Linked DNA regions of Anser cygnoides: region 2 is linked to region 1. Evidence: chromatin contacts called from public Hi-C data. All regions are on one chromosome and are shown on one strand. The core of a region is the stretch at or near the end of the contact, and the rest is flanking DNA. Distances in the headings are between cores, read along the strand shown.

Region 1 (7,148 bases), core at 4,273-6,772:
AGAAAGAAGGATGCTTGTAAAACAACTGCCTGATAATCCTGCCTGTTCCATCACAGCAGACTTGTGAAGTATAAAAGATTCTCTTCTGCTAGAGACAGATTGGTTTAACCCTCCCCTCCTTCACAATGCACAAGGGATTTATTTCTTTTATCTGTTTGAAATAAATCCCATCTTGCACACATCTGAACTAATGTTGTTTAGTACTTGAATTCCAAATCAGACGCAGGATAGGTTCAAAGCTAATCTATTAATCAATGAACCATAACCACCTTGCAGCTAAAATTCACAGAACTAATCAAATATATAGAAGACAACACACAAACCTAAACCTGGAGTAGATGAAAAACAACCTACAGAGAAAATTGTACAAAGACAACTGTACAACAGTATCTTTATGGCAAAACTCTTATAGAAACAACCTATAAGTGAGAAGTCTAATTAAAAGGAAACCAAACAAATAGTGTAAGTATAAAACAATACAATGTTTATAAACCCGGAGGCCAAAGTTTTCTATCCACAGAACAAATATGATATGGGAAAAATATAGTTCCAACTGATCATACTCCACAGTTAACGTCCATTAGCCTGAACGGGGAAGGCACCACAAAGAAAGGTCAAAAAAGGTGCAACTTAAATTGCTAATTACTTGCAAGTTTACTAATGAGATATAAATTATGCATCTTAAGTTTCCGCTGACACAACTAGTTTAACTATAATTTCAAAGTTCAAAAATAATTTCAGTGTTTCTTATATGGTGGACCAGACTTGAGAAACACAAATAGGACCCTAGACGCTCTCAAGGACCTAATTATTTATTGATTTATTAAGTTCTATTGGTTTAAGAACATCTTAACAGGCAGTTCCAAAGTCAATTTAAAAGAACAACTACCAAGAGTCAGATCTGTCTTCCAATTGCTTCTAGGTATTTTCAGGAGAGCTGTCTTGCCCTACTAGATTATATGCCCAAGAGACTGAGAGAAGCCAGATGCCTAAATGCTTCTGAGAATTCAAGTAGGCACCTCCTGGCATCTTAACACCCTGTATACCTTTTTAAAATCCTCCAAATGGCTTCCAAACTTTTACAGATCTGAATTTTGGTATAAGCTCACCTGTGTGGGATCTGAGGTGTACAGTTAGCTGGCTAGAGTTGCGGCTTGCATAAGGACAGATTTGGCATTTAAAAGGACGCTCATTGGAGTGAATGCGCTGGTGCTTGTTGAGACTGCTGCTGTCAGCAGCTGCATAGTCACAGTGTTTACATTTGTAAGGCTTCACGCCAGTATGGGACCGCATGTGCATCTTCAGCTTATCTTTGCGACTAAAACATTTGTTACAAACATCACATTTATGGGGCTTGTCTCCTGAAAAAACAAACAAACAAACAAAAAACAAACAAGACAGCATCAATACATGAAGAATTTTTGCATCATAAAGTTGTTACTAAATAACAAACAAGCAAACAAAAAACACTAAACACTTTAATAGCAATGTGGCCAGTTTTCAAAAACTGGATATAGGATTTCAGCTGACAGCCAGTCGGCTAAGGCTCCAGAAGGCTGCATATGCAAGTGCAGAAAGTTGAGGCGGCCTTTTGGCACAGTCTCCCCTCAGAACTCTGAATTAGTGTTTTGGGGGATGGCAGGTGAACTGTTGAAATCACTGTTTGATATCAAAGGCAAATTAAGTTTACACACCACCACACTGCACCCTGATAAACACATGGTCTGCATCTACGAAGTTTGATAGTGCCTTAACCTACGTAAAGTGCTCATGTTTCATAGCTGTGAGTGTTAGGGCCCAGTTGGGCCGTAGCTTACCAAAAAAGGCATTTCCCTAGGCACTAAGAACTAAACCTCCAGTATATACATATACATGTATAACTTATCTGATTTATCTGTAGATGTTATTTTGTAGGAAAACTCTTTTTAGCAGGAAGCCAGAAAGGAAACCAACCAAAAATAAAATATAGTGACTGTGTAAACCTGTGTGGGTTCGCAGATGACGTTCCATATCCTTCATACCATAGGAAGTCTTGAACTGGCAACCTGACAGTAGTAAGATTAAGAAAAGAACACCATTAAATTAATGGACAGTTTAACAAAATAACAACAACAATATACTACGATATTAGATGAGGCCCTGGGCAACCTGATATAGTGGGTGGCGTTCCTGCCTCTGGCGGGGGGGTTGGAACTAGATGATCTTTAAGGTCTCTTCCAACCCGAGCCATTCTATGATTCTGGGCATTAGGTTTCTTCTCAGTAAGATTTTCTTTAAAATTCAGTATTTACAAAAAAACAAAAATTCCCCATCTCATTTCCTTACAACTGCTTAAAACTGGCTTACCTATGAACTTTAGTTTTCTAATGCTTCCCCGGGGAGGCAATTCCCCCTCTACATTACCATTTTCTGTAAGCTTTGAAACAAGTTCTCTGTACTCTCTGCCTAGGATTTGAGATGCATTTTAAAATACACAAGGGATGCAGAGGTATCTAATTAATTCCACATATGATTTCAAGTTAGTGCTATTGGGAACTTAGGTAACAGCCCACCATTCAGGAATTCTGCCCAAGCAGAAAATGTTACAGGTTTAAAGCCCAGAAATGAATGCCATACATCTTAACTGTGCCTTTCAAGTGAAGGCAGGCTAGCAAAAAAGAGCCTGCAACTTCTGTTCCCATTAATGATCACTACTCATCTACATGGCTGTCTCCACGTATTTATCGCATATTGAATGATTTTTACTCATTAAGGTCTCCACATACTTTGGTTCAAACTACCATCATAGTATCATAGAATGGTTTGGGTAGAAGGGACCTTAAAGGTCATCTAGTTCCAACCCCATTGCCATGGGCAGGGACCTCTTTGTATACAAGCTAACTGATCAAAGACAAAGCATATAATGCAAAATGCACGTATAATATTTTTTGCATGCAACAATGGCAGCTGGCAAAAAGGAAACCAGACTCTGCCCTTCAACAGCACGGGCCAGTATGCACAGGCCAGTGTCAATATGCAAGCCCACTGGAGCATCACCAGGGTATGTCACCGTACAGGACCAAAGTCTAAGGACGTGCAAAATCAATAGCAAAACTACTACTGATGTCAATGGTAGTATACCACACCCTTTGTTGGCTGCCCTCCAAGTTTCATGCATCTTAAGTGCTTAAGACAGACAGACCTACTTTGTATATAACTATACCAATTCTATCAATGTTATAATGAAGACAACATAATCCACCTTACCTGGATAGCAACAGTTTAGTTTCTTCTGTGTAAGCGAGGAAGTCGATTTTCTTGAACGTGCTTTTGGTGGTGTAGAGACAATAGCAGCAGCTGGAGGCTCACTGCTCTCGCTAGGCAGGTACGTTTGATAGCCATGCTCAAAAACAAACTCTGGTGCAGAAACTAAACACATAAAATAGCTCAGTTTGATAACATTAGCTTGTCCAGTCAGTAAAACCTTTCTAATTACTTTCCATCTCATAAACTACTCCTCTACTCTGTTTTCTTTTCCAGCAAGACTTTTCTTCTTGGCTTCTTATTAATATGGGGGAGTTGGAAGAAGAAAGGCATTTCTCTCCCTTGCTATCCTGCTATCAGATGAAAACTCTGTAAAGACCACATGAGCCATGCTGAGATTCATATGACCCTACGTAGGCCCACTTGTCTCCCTGTTTGAATCCTATCTGACTGCATTGTTAAAACATTCTGCTTCTTCCGAAGCCTGTCCAGGTCTTCCATTAATAAAGTTCTCTTTGGTTTTCAACACTGGCTGTGCTACAGCCCAAAGGAGGGAAAAAAAAATTATATGGCTAGTATTGTCAAAAAGGCATCACGTAAATAAACAAATAAAAAAAATCAAAAAGTTCAGCTTCTTTCAACTATACTGTTTTTAACTATTACTCATAACGGGTAAAACTGTCAGGCAAAGTCGCAGCTTTTAAATCAATTAAACGTTACACCCCAAAAGGGCAGAAGGATATAATTGCCCTCATTTTAAAGATGAGTAAATACGAAGCACAAGAGTGACTCATCCAAAACCCACACTGAGTTGAGGGCTTATAATACAAAAATTCCTGGAAGTGGGCCCTGAATTCATTTTGCTTCACTGCTCTTTCAGATTTGCTGTCCTAATCTATCTGTACAACTTTAAAATCATGTAATTTGAATTTTAGTAAAATCCCAGACCAAGCTAAAACAAAACTTCACAATATATAGCAGGACAAATCTTCATACATTGAACAAAATTGTAGTTTTATTTACACGTTTGCGGGATCAGGACCTTACTTAAGCCTTTGCATACACAGAAATTTTGAGTAATATTTTTTCTGCCAATTACTTGTGGGAGCAATATTAGGGAATGCAGTGTTCTCACATAAAAGTGCCTGGATTAGAGCCCGACAGCAATTCTGAGTCTGTTTCTCATCAAAAACACTCTTAAAAAATAAAATGCATAGCAATTTGATTACTTTTCCTAAGTATTGACAATTTTAATTAGTTTGCACAACTTGGTTATACAACATGTTAGAGCTATTGTAAGTGAACTCGTATTTCAATTACGTATCTGTTGCCACACCAAAACCGAGGCTGCACACCACTCGTTTTCTTCCTTCCTTTGCACAAATATGTCAACTAATGTGACCAGTTTGTTCACCTTAGTGTGATGGGGACATGTGCAGGGAGCAATGTAACACTGCTTTGCACGAGCAGAGTGCTCTGAAGCACTGCGATACCTGTGATGGTTTGGGTCTCCGAGGTGATGGTTCTGGCCGCAGTTTGTGCCTGTGTCGAGGGCACCGTTTCCTCCGACACAAACTGGACCGTGCTGGTGGCCCCAGCTGCCGCACTTGTGAGCTGGCAACCGCTCTGCTTGTGCGCGACGAAGGCATCGAGGTTGTTGAACTGCTGCTTGCAGATGCCACAGATGTGGATGTCCGGGGTGAGCTCCACCAGCACCGTGGTGCCTCCTGGAACTGGAACGACAGCAGAAGGGGCAGTGATTCCGTGATTCTATGACTCTAAGGAGACCAGCACCCCCGGCACCTGGCGCCCGGGGCCCCCAGGGGCGGAGCTGCCCGCTGCGGCCCATGCCCATGCCCGCGGCCACGTTCCCCGCAGGCCCCGGACCCCCTGGGGGGGCCCTGCCCAGGCCCAGCCCGGGCCCCGCAACCCCTGGGCGCTCACCCAGATTCCCGGGTTCCCCCCCAGCCAGGTTCCCGGGCTCCTCCGCTCCCGCCTCGCTTCTTGCGCTACTCAGGTTTCGGGGCCTGCCCGGGCCCCGGTTCGAGCCGGCTTCCGCCTCGCGGGCCCCGGAGCGCGCATAACCCGCCCGGCGCGCCTCGCCACTTACACTGCACGGGGCCCGGGAACGCCGGCGCCGCCCCCGCCCCGCCGCCGGGGTTCATGGCGATAGCGAGCCCCGCACGCCGCCCCTGCCACCTGCCAAGGGCCTTATTACCGGCGGGGAACCTCCCCCCCCGCGCCTCTCGGCGGCCGAGCGGCGGCGGATGTGGAGGGGCCGAGCATGCTCAGTGGAGGCGGCGAGGTTGCGGCTGCCCTCACCTGCCGCCGCGCTCAGGGCTCCGTCATGTCACCCCTTCACAACAGCGCCGTGCTCGGCTCCTTGGGCTTTTCTTCAGCCCGATCGTTCCTGCCCCCCGTAACGGCCTGCGCTGGCCTCATGAGCCCGGGCTCCGTGCCCTGACGAAGCCGGCAGTGAAGCCTTAGTGCTGAGGCGGCTGCGCTGCGCAGCCGTGTCCATGAGGCAGAGGTGGCTCGTGTGAGCCAGCCCTACCTCCTGGCGAGGCCATCGTCCTGAGCCGGGCTATTTTTGTGTCCGGCAGGGCGTGTGTCAATTTGGAAATGCACATTTGGAAATGAGGCAGGGCAGGTGCTAGAATTACGGTTCAAGGTAGTCTTTCAGTTTTGGCTATCTCACTTCAGTCATGTGCCTAGTCACAGAAACATAGAATATCCCAAGTTGGAAGGGACTTACAAGGATCACGATCCCAAGTTCTGGCTCCACACAGGACCACCCAAAAATCAGGCCCTGTGTCTGACAGTGTTGTCCCAATCATAGAATCATAGTTGGAAGGGACCCACAAGGATCATCGAGTCCAACTCGTGGCTCCATAAAGGGTCTACCCAACAATTCAGACCACATGACAGAGCATAGTCCAAATGCTTTTTAAACTCCGACAGGCTTGGTGCCATGACTACATCCCTGTGGAGCCTGTTACAGTGCCTGACCACCCTCTCAGTGAAAAATGTTTTCCTAACACCAGGCCTGGCCCTCCCCTGTCACAACTCCATGCCTTTCCCTCAGGAGGAAAGTGGTGTCCCCCAGGGGTCGCTATTGGGGCCTATCTTGTTTCCTATCTTTATTGATGACCTAGATGAGGGGATTGAGTGTACCCTCAGTAAGTTTGCAGATGACACCAAGTTGGGAGGTAGTGTTGATCTGCCTGAGGGTAGGGTGGCCCTTCAGAGGGATCTGGATAGGCTGGACTGCTGGGCTGAGGTGAATAGGATGACGTTTAACAAGGCCAAGTGCTGGGTCCTGCACTTTGGCCACGATAACCCCATGCAGCACTATAGGCTTGGGGCAGAGTGGCTAGAAGACTGTGAAGAGGAAAGGGACCTGGGAGTATTGACTGATGCTTGGCTGAACATGAGCCGGCAGTGTGCCCAGGTGGCCAAGAAGGCCAATGGCATCCTGGCCTGTATTAGAAATAGTGTAGACACCAGGAGCAGGGAGGTGATCATCTCCCTGTACTCAGCTCTGGTGAGGCCGCGCCTCGAGTGCTGTGTTAAGTTTTGGGCCCCTCACTACAAGAAAGGACAACAAAACTGGTGAGGGGCCTGGAGCACAAGTCTTATGAGGAGCGGCTGAGGGAGCTGGGGTTGTTTAGTCTGGAGAAGAGGAGGCTCAGGGGAGACCTCATTGCGCTCTGCAACTTCCTGAAGGGAGGTTGTGATGAGGAGGGGGTTGGCCTCTTCTCCCAGATAACTAATAATAGGACTCGAGGAAATGGCCACAAGTTGTGCCTGGGGAGATTTAGATTAGATATCAGGAAAAACTTGTTCTCTCAAAGAGTGGTCAGGCACTGGAACAGCCTGCCCAGGGAGGTGGTGGAGTCACCGTC
Region 2 (7,554 bases), core at 2,918-5,417, 490 kb before region 1:
TATTCTCTTAACTTCATAAGGAATAGATAAAACTGAAAACAAAACACTCTTAACTGATGTCCTTAGCAGGCAGTGTCACATGAAATTAAACTCCTGGTTAATGAACAACCTCTTTCCTTTCTTTCCCATGTCATTTCCAAAGTTACACAGTAGAAGCGTTACAGGTTTGCGTATTGTGTAGGATTATTTAACATGGTACTTGAAAAAATTTAAATCAATCAGCTTATGCTATAATACCAGTCAAATTAGGACAAAGGTTCAAAAAGCAGAAAACAGAAAAATTAAGATGTGTACACTTCTTAGAGTTTCTTAGATAAATGAGAGATGTAGAAAAAAGTATAAAGGTGAATTTAGACAATTCAGTTTTTAGAAAAGGAGAACTTTGGTTTTGTCAGTGGAATGGAGAAAGTTGTTAGCTGCAGTACTCGGTACATAAGACACCTGAAATGTTTTACCAAATGGTTGCCAAGATGCGTAGAAAGACAGATACTGATTTCCAATAAACCAAAAATGTACTGCATTTTATCATTTTTTCCATTCCTATTATAAAAGAGGAGAGAGAAAAGAATCCGAGATGTGAATCTTAACAGAATGAAACATCTCGACTTTATTTTAGGATGGCTTCGATACTGCCAATTTTAATGTCATTTATGACCTCCTAAGGGTGCTTTTTCTGAAGCAAAGAAAGACAGGCTTGACTTAGACTTTCTATGAAATACAAAATCAGATCTACAAAATTGCAGTCTTGTGTCATTTCATGAAAACTTTAATGATTTAGCTCAACGGCACAAGACTGGCTCCCAAATTACTGAGGGCTTCTGGAAGACAATGAGGAACTTTTGTAATGCACTTCAAAGGCTTCAGTTCATGCGTGAGTTAATAGGTGAGACAATACGTAGTAGTTTGAATGTTAGACATCTGTCAGATACGCATTTTTTTAAAATTATAGTCATAATTAAACCTAATTGAACAGTTACACTGAAATGAGCTGACAGTGAAGAGTTCTGACAGAGGAGTGTCCCAGGCTTGGAGACTGCACAAGCTATGGCCCACTTTTTGAAGCATCCTGTACACAGGTAGATGCCACAGAAAGCACCACTGTCTCCTCTGAATCAGTAGGCTCCATACAGAAACGGCAGCCACTCTTGTAAAAGGTACTTCTTGTCTCAATCCATGTCCCTTATTCTGTAATCAGCAAATGCTGTGTGGGAAGAGAAGAGGCGCGCGCTAACAGGAAAGCATAGTTGTACAGAACAGCAGTCACCGCAGGCTTCAGGTCTGAGGTTGTGGTTAACTTGCTATAAATACACTGTGATTTTTACGTGCATGCTTTTTAACTTTGTTCACTTATACAAGCTTGTTGAAAACATATTTCTAGACTTGGGCTTTACTTTGATTCTTCTGGAACTTTATATGCTAGAATCAAACAAAATATAACTTTTTTTTTTTATTTAAACTACAAACCAGACTTAATAAGGACTTACCAAGGCCCAACTTCTTTTCTCTGGGTCTTAAAAGCTGCAGGATACATTAAAATACAAATAAATTAATTGAGGAACAGTTCTAAATTACTTTTAGTGACATCTTAAAATTCCATATTTTCAGTATAAGAACATCTTAAAAGCTCCTTTTCACTTTTAGAAATGTTAATACACAAAAATAAATTAATCTGACAAAATGTAAGAGAAACAAACCATTATTTTAAACAGGTATTTGATCAGGTCACATTTAAAAACAAACTCCTTATAAGCTTTACTTGTATTTCTGCAGTAAAAAAAAATAATAATTAAAAGTACCATCTCTGTAATTAAAGGATTTCCTCAAATTCCACTATCAAACGCATACGTATGAATTGAAACAAAGGCCTCCCCAGTACCATTAATTTAGGGAATGGAAAACACTAACAGTGAATATTTTAGCAAGTTCCCCAGCATGATTTAATATACTTTTAGTACTGAATATAAAATTTCAAGATTTTCATGTGCATACAAGGTATAACCCATGGATACTGACTTTTAGATCTTGACTAATTTTGTTACCTTATCTGAGAGGTTATAAGTAATGTGAGTCAGAGGCAAGGGAATTGAGGAACTAGTAATCATTAGTCCTTCTAATAATTCATTATTTTGAATTTTGCTCCCCCCCCATCTTTTTCTTTAATAGTCAAAGTTGAATAATAGTTCTTTAATAGTAAAAGTTTAGAAAAAAAAAAAAAATCACTTCAATGCCTTGTCTACTCCCTAGAATGCACTGTCCTCTGGAGCTATCTACATACCACATTCAGTAAACATAACTCACTAAACAAGAAGCCCCATTACATTATTTGGATGGAACCCCCTGAGGACAAATCAGAACACTGAATTTGCTTGGGGAAAAAACAAACAAACAAACAAAAACCCAACAACAAATACTTTTAAAAACTTTACAATCACACAGTAATAGATTGGAAAAGAGTCTGACACTGCTTACAGCATAAAACTCTGTCAAACTCAAAGTTGAGTTTTTACACTCTTCTGTGATAAAGCTTTTATCCCCCCAAAAAACTGGCTTTAATGATGCACAAAGAATAAGTAAATGACAATATCTTGTTATATATAATTGATGGCTCTATATTAATATAATAGAAAGGAAACAACCAAACATTACTCTTGTTATTGAGAAATGCAACCAGACATTAAAAATAAATCCCACGGCCAACTAGCTTCCCATTTTTTAATTTTCCAATTCCTGCAGCCACAGAAAGTGAAACACAGCTGTATCCAAACCTCACCTTTCCCTCAGGCGTGCACAAAGTACCAACCAAACACCGTTCATTATCCAGTAGCACACGGCAACGCACAAAGTACTGAGAACCTTTGTAAGCATTAATTTATGATTGTGCGTATGAGTTCATAATGCTAGTAAGCAGCTGCAGGACTGTTGCAGTTTTACCTTTGCTAAAGTGGAATGCAAAGCTTAAGTAACTTGTTTTTAAAACAAGTAACTTTATAACCTTGTTTAAGGAGGTAAGGAAAGTCAGTGCAGGATCCAGGGACTCTAATTCGAGTTCTTGAAAAATGTCAAGTGCTTTCCTATACAAAAAAAGAAAAACCAAACAAAGCATGCAACTCACTATTTTATCTGACCCATATATCTTTTCCAGTTGTTTAGCAACTTCCTGCGTCCCGTCCGGGCTTCCATCATCAATGATGATAATTTCAAAGTTGTATCCACTGAAACGAGAATTATTTTTAGGCGAACAAGGGGAAAGTCCGGTTTCGCTGCCTACCCCGCCCTGTAAGGCACGACACAGAGCGGAGCAGGGGGCGATTTCCCAACGGAGGCTCCCGCGGTGGTTCTTACTGGGACCGGGAGCCTGCGCTCACTGGGGTGAGTCAGCGTTACGCCTCAAGCCGCGGTGCCTTGCGCCACAGCACTCGGCAGCAATAAAAACCCCCTACGGCCCTCGGCGCCCCCGGCACCCCCCGTACCTCTCCTGGAAGGCGCGCACGAGCAGCCAGACGACGAGCGGCAGGTTGTGGCGCTCCTCGTACGTGGGCAGCAGCACCGACACCTTCCTGGGCCCCGCCGCCATGTCGCGGCGCTGCCCGCAGCCGGCCCGCCCGGCCAATCGGCGCCGGCCGGAAGCGACCGGCCGGAAGCGGAAGCGGCCCCGGGCCGCCATTTTGACCAGCATGGCGGGCGGAGAGGAGGCGGTGCGGCTGGGCGCCGAGATCGAGCGGCGGGAGCGGGAGCTGCGGGGCCTGCGGGAGCGGCTGGCCGACGTCCTGGCACGGGAGAGCGGTGGGGATGCTGAGGAGGGGTCCGCTGGTGTAACCGCCGCCGCTTTCCCCGCCGAGCTCCCTCCCCTGCCCGGCCAGGCCTCGCTGAGCGCCGCCGCCATCCTGCGGTACAGCCGGCAGCTGGTGCTGCCCGAGCTGGGCGTGCGGGGGCAGCTGCGCCTCGCCCGCTGCTCCGTGCTCGTGGTGGGCTGCGGAGGGCTGGGCTGCCCCCTCGCGCAGTACCTGGCTGCGGCCGGCATCGGCCGCTTGGGGCTGGTGGATCACGACGTGGTGGAGACCAGCAACCTGCACCGGCAGGTGCTGCACGGGGAGGCCCGCCGGGGGCTCCCCAAGGCCGTGTCTGCCGCGGCGGCCCTGCGGCTGCTCAATTCCACGGTACATTATGTGCCCTATTGCGGCGCCCTGAGCCCGAGCACCGCCCTGGAGCTGGTGCGGCAGTACGACGTGGTGGCCGACTGCTCCGACAACGTCCCCACCAGGTACCTGGTGAACGACGCCTGTGTCCTGGCTGGGAAGCCCCTGGTGTCCGGCAGTGCCCTCCGGCTGGAGGGGCAGCTAGTGGTGTACAACTACCAAGGGGGACCCTGCTACCGGTGTCTCTTCCCCAAGCCCCCCCCTCCAGAGACGGTGACAAACTGTGCGGATGGAGGGGTGCTGGGTGTCGTGCCGGGCATCATGGGGTGCATTCAGGCCTTGGAAGTGTTGAAGATAGCCTCTGGAATGGGTTCCTCCTTCAATCAGTTCATGCTGATGTTTGATGCTCGGGAAGGGAAATTTCGCAACATCAAGTTAAGACCAAAGAAAGCAGACTGTGCCGTTTGTGGGGACAACCCGTCTGTCACTCGCCTTCAGGATTATGAGGCGTTTTGTGGTTCTTCTGCAACAGACAAATGTAGGACTTTACATCTGCTGTCCAGTAAAGACAGGATATCTGTAGAGGAGTACAAAAAACTGTTGGATGAGCAAATTCCTCATGTATTGTTAGATGTTCGTCCCCAGGTTGAAGTGGATATCTGTCGCCTGGCACATGCTGTCCACATTCCTTTGAGTAAATTAGAGGAAAAAAGTGAAGAATATTTGGAATACTTAGAGAAACGAATTTGTGAAGAAAAGCAGAGAACTAATGGCCAGACATCTTTTCCTGTATATGTTGTTTGCAAATTAGGAAATGACTCCCAGAAGGCTGTAAGAATTATTCAGGAGTTACCTGTCAAAGAATATGGTCCTGTATTAGCTAAGGATATTAAAGGGGGCCTCATGGCTTGGGCCAGTAAAATTGACCCAACATTTCCTCAGTACTAGAAATCTAAATGGCAAAAAAAAAAAAAGGATATTCACAGTAAATGCATGGGGTTTAAATGTCTCTGTGCAGTGTCTATATCATGTAGAGATATAACATGGTATTTCTATCTTCCATGTCTATGATTTTTTAAAATATATATTTGTTGGTGTCTGTTTTTATATGAAAACATGAAATACGTGGAAATAAATAATTTTCACTATTAAACAACCAAGAAATTTTGGAATGACTGCTTAATTGTGCAAGTGATAATTGAGAATTACTTCTAATTATTACAGCCTTGAGAATGACCTAGCACAAGAGTCTAGTGTTGAAAGTTTTTACTCATTCTCCTAACTGGCCAACATAAATTGAAATAATACATGTGGTGGGTTTAAAAAAATAACAAAAAAAACAACACAACAATAACTGTTAATCTCTAGCTGGTCAGTAGCACTATTAAACTCATCATAGGGAATTGCCAAGGACAAGTCCACGCTGACAAGACTTTCAGTCAACATCTTCCAGCTTCTTTCAGCAGCACTGTGTATTTAGGAAAGAGAAGTGCTCACTGCGAGTAACAGTCAGGGTAGAACTACTACCAAAGTGACAGAGAAAACCAGACTAAAATCTGTTGTCAGATTTTCTTTAGAGCCAAAGGCAGACCTAAGATTCTGTGGTATTTCTACAGGGTGCTCTTAAGCTTTGGTGACTCCTCACTAGCTTAGGTAGGAAAGCCAAAGCTGAAGGGTTTTTCAAGATGTGCTTGAATGTGACCACCAAGTGTAGTTTACGTGTAGTTCCTGTATAATTGACCACTTCATTCCTTTCATACCATGATCTTTACAGGCCTAGTTTTCTCTGGATTTTGGTAATTTTGATAATAGTGCCCACAGTCTTAAGAAATTGAGTACGTGATGTATTTGAGTAAAATCAGTTTTTGTGTAATTGGAATATTAAATACCATGAAGGTTAGTCTGTGACTAGGGAGTTTCAGGTGTATTTGAGGTACTTACATACCTGTCAAGAACCTCAAACGCCAGCCATCCTCATCTGTGGGCTGGCAACAAGTGTTTGCTTCAGCTTGTACAGCAAAAGTGAAGTTATGCCATAGTAATTATCTTATTAATAAATATGTGGGTTTCCTTAAATTTCTAAGGAGGAAAACAGCACTTGTCATGACTAACCTTTGCATTATATGAGAGCGAAAAAAAATACTACTGATAATTTGGTCATACCTTCTTTTATTTTAAAGTGGCTTACTACAATTTGGCACAGGAATTGAACAGGAAACAACTTCCTGTTGGATATTTAGGATAATGACAAGTGGTTGCAGCGTTTGTTCGGAATTGCTGCCTTTGAATCCCCATGTAGGTCTGTGGGAGAGCTTTATGGTTCAGGTACAGACTTAAGTATCTAAACTTGTTTTGTCCTGGGACATGGTTGTTATTTCAAAGCAGAGTAAATCAAGCTGGTCTAGCTTTCAGGGAAGTCTAAAAAGTATTTCATATAAAGCATTGATGTGTCCTGATAAGCTAAAAGCCTTATTTTGGTGGCAGGAGCCTCTCGTCTCAAAACTCCAACAAATTCAGTACTGATCTAAAACTGAAATGTATAAGTAAAAATAAAACTAATAATATTGTTAGACAAATCTTTAAGGGACTATGTCCGAAAGAAGTTCTCAGAGTTCATGTACTGGAATTTTAGGTGTGTGAACACCTAGCATATTCTTATGCTATTTGCAAGCATAATTTTGAGTTAAAATTTAACTGTTCAGAACAAAACTATGCACTTGGTGCTTGAAATACTGCAAGCACAAGTTTATCTTTTTTCTTTTTTAATATGAAAGTCCTAAGCTGTCGTTTGTAAAAACTATATAAAAAAAATTTTAAGGGTGTTTGCTAGGTGGCACTGCAAGTTAGTAAAACGAATCATTCCCTAGTCTGTAAAGATGCAATTCAACCTTAGTAAGAGCCGAGGCGCATTTGTAGCAATACAAAGTTATACATTTCTTTTGAAAAAAGACCAATGAATTTCTTTGGAAAACAAGAACTGAACTTGCAGACCTGATGCATCAGAACAAGACCATCTGATGTGTCTGTGCCTGGAGCTCAGAAACGCTCCTGTGGTAATAAAACTGGATTGTGAGCCTTAGTGTCCCACATAGTGCTGTGGGAATATATATTTTTTTTATGTCTGTCTTCAGTGTTTAAAAGCTAAAATAAAAAGAAAAAAGCCTACAGGTGTGTTCAGTACAAATGTACGTGAACTTACTGACAGCAAACCTACATCCTCTGCAGAAACTTCAGATCACAAATCAACAGCTGGCTGTGCCTCTTCTAGCTCTCTAAAAAACGCTGTAAGAAAAGTGATGGAACAAGGGGATCAGAACAAACACATTCATTTGTTTAAAGCTTCTATAACGATAAACATCTTTTAACTCAGGATTTATGTTAACACTTTGAAAGTTTTTCTCTTTATAATCTTCAGCTT

Evidence for each region. Hi-C and Micro-C count contacts between places; a contact is called where the count stands out from the background.
Region 2: a Hi-C map of liver shows a contact between it and region 1, with 1.7 times the contacts expected there. The contact joins the promoter of DPM1 here to the promoter of ZFP64 in region 1. A contact is called at or near these places in 2 of 7 Hi-C or Micro-C datasets (granulosa cells and liver).

Annotation. Positions count from the first base shown.
Region 1 is chr16:7,830,523-7,837,670 of Taihu_goose_T2T_genome, reverse strand. It overlaps ZFP64 (ZFP64 zinc finger protein), which reads right to left and starts at 5,522. Exons shown (of 6, transcript XM_048072544.2): 1 at 5,354-5,522; 2 at 4,737-4,976; 3 at 3,247-3,408; 4 at 1,983-2,045; 5 at 1,110-1,361. The coding sequence starts at 5,408.
Region 2 is chr16:8,320,252-8,327,805 of Taihu_goose_T2T_genome, reverse strand. It overlaps DPM1 (dolichyl-phosphate mannosyltransferase subunit 1, catalytic), which reads right to left and starts at 4,167. Exons shown (of 9, transcript XM_013188666.3): 1 at 3,471-4,167; 2 at 3,113-3,212; 3 at 1,485-1,518. The coding sequence starts at 4,021. All of the region lies in intron 2 of LOC125183797 (a long non-coding RNA gene), which reads left to right.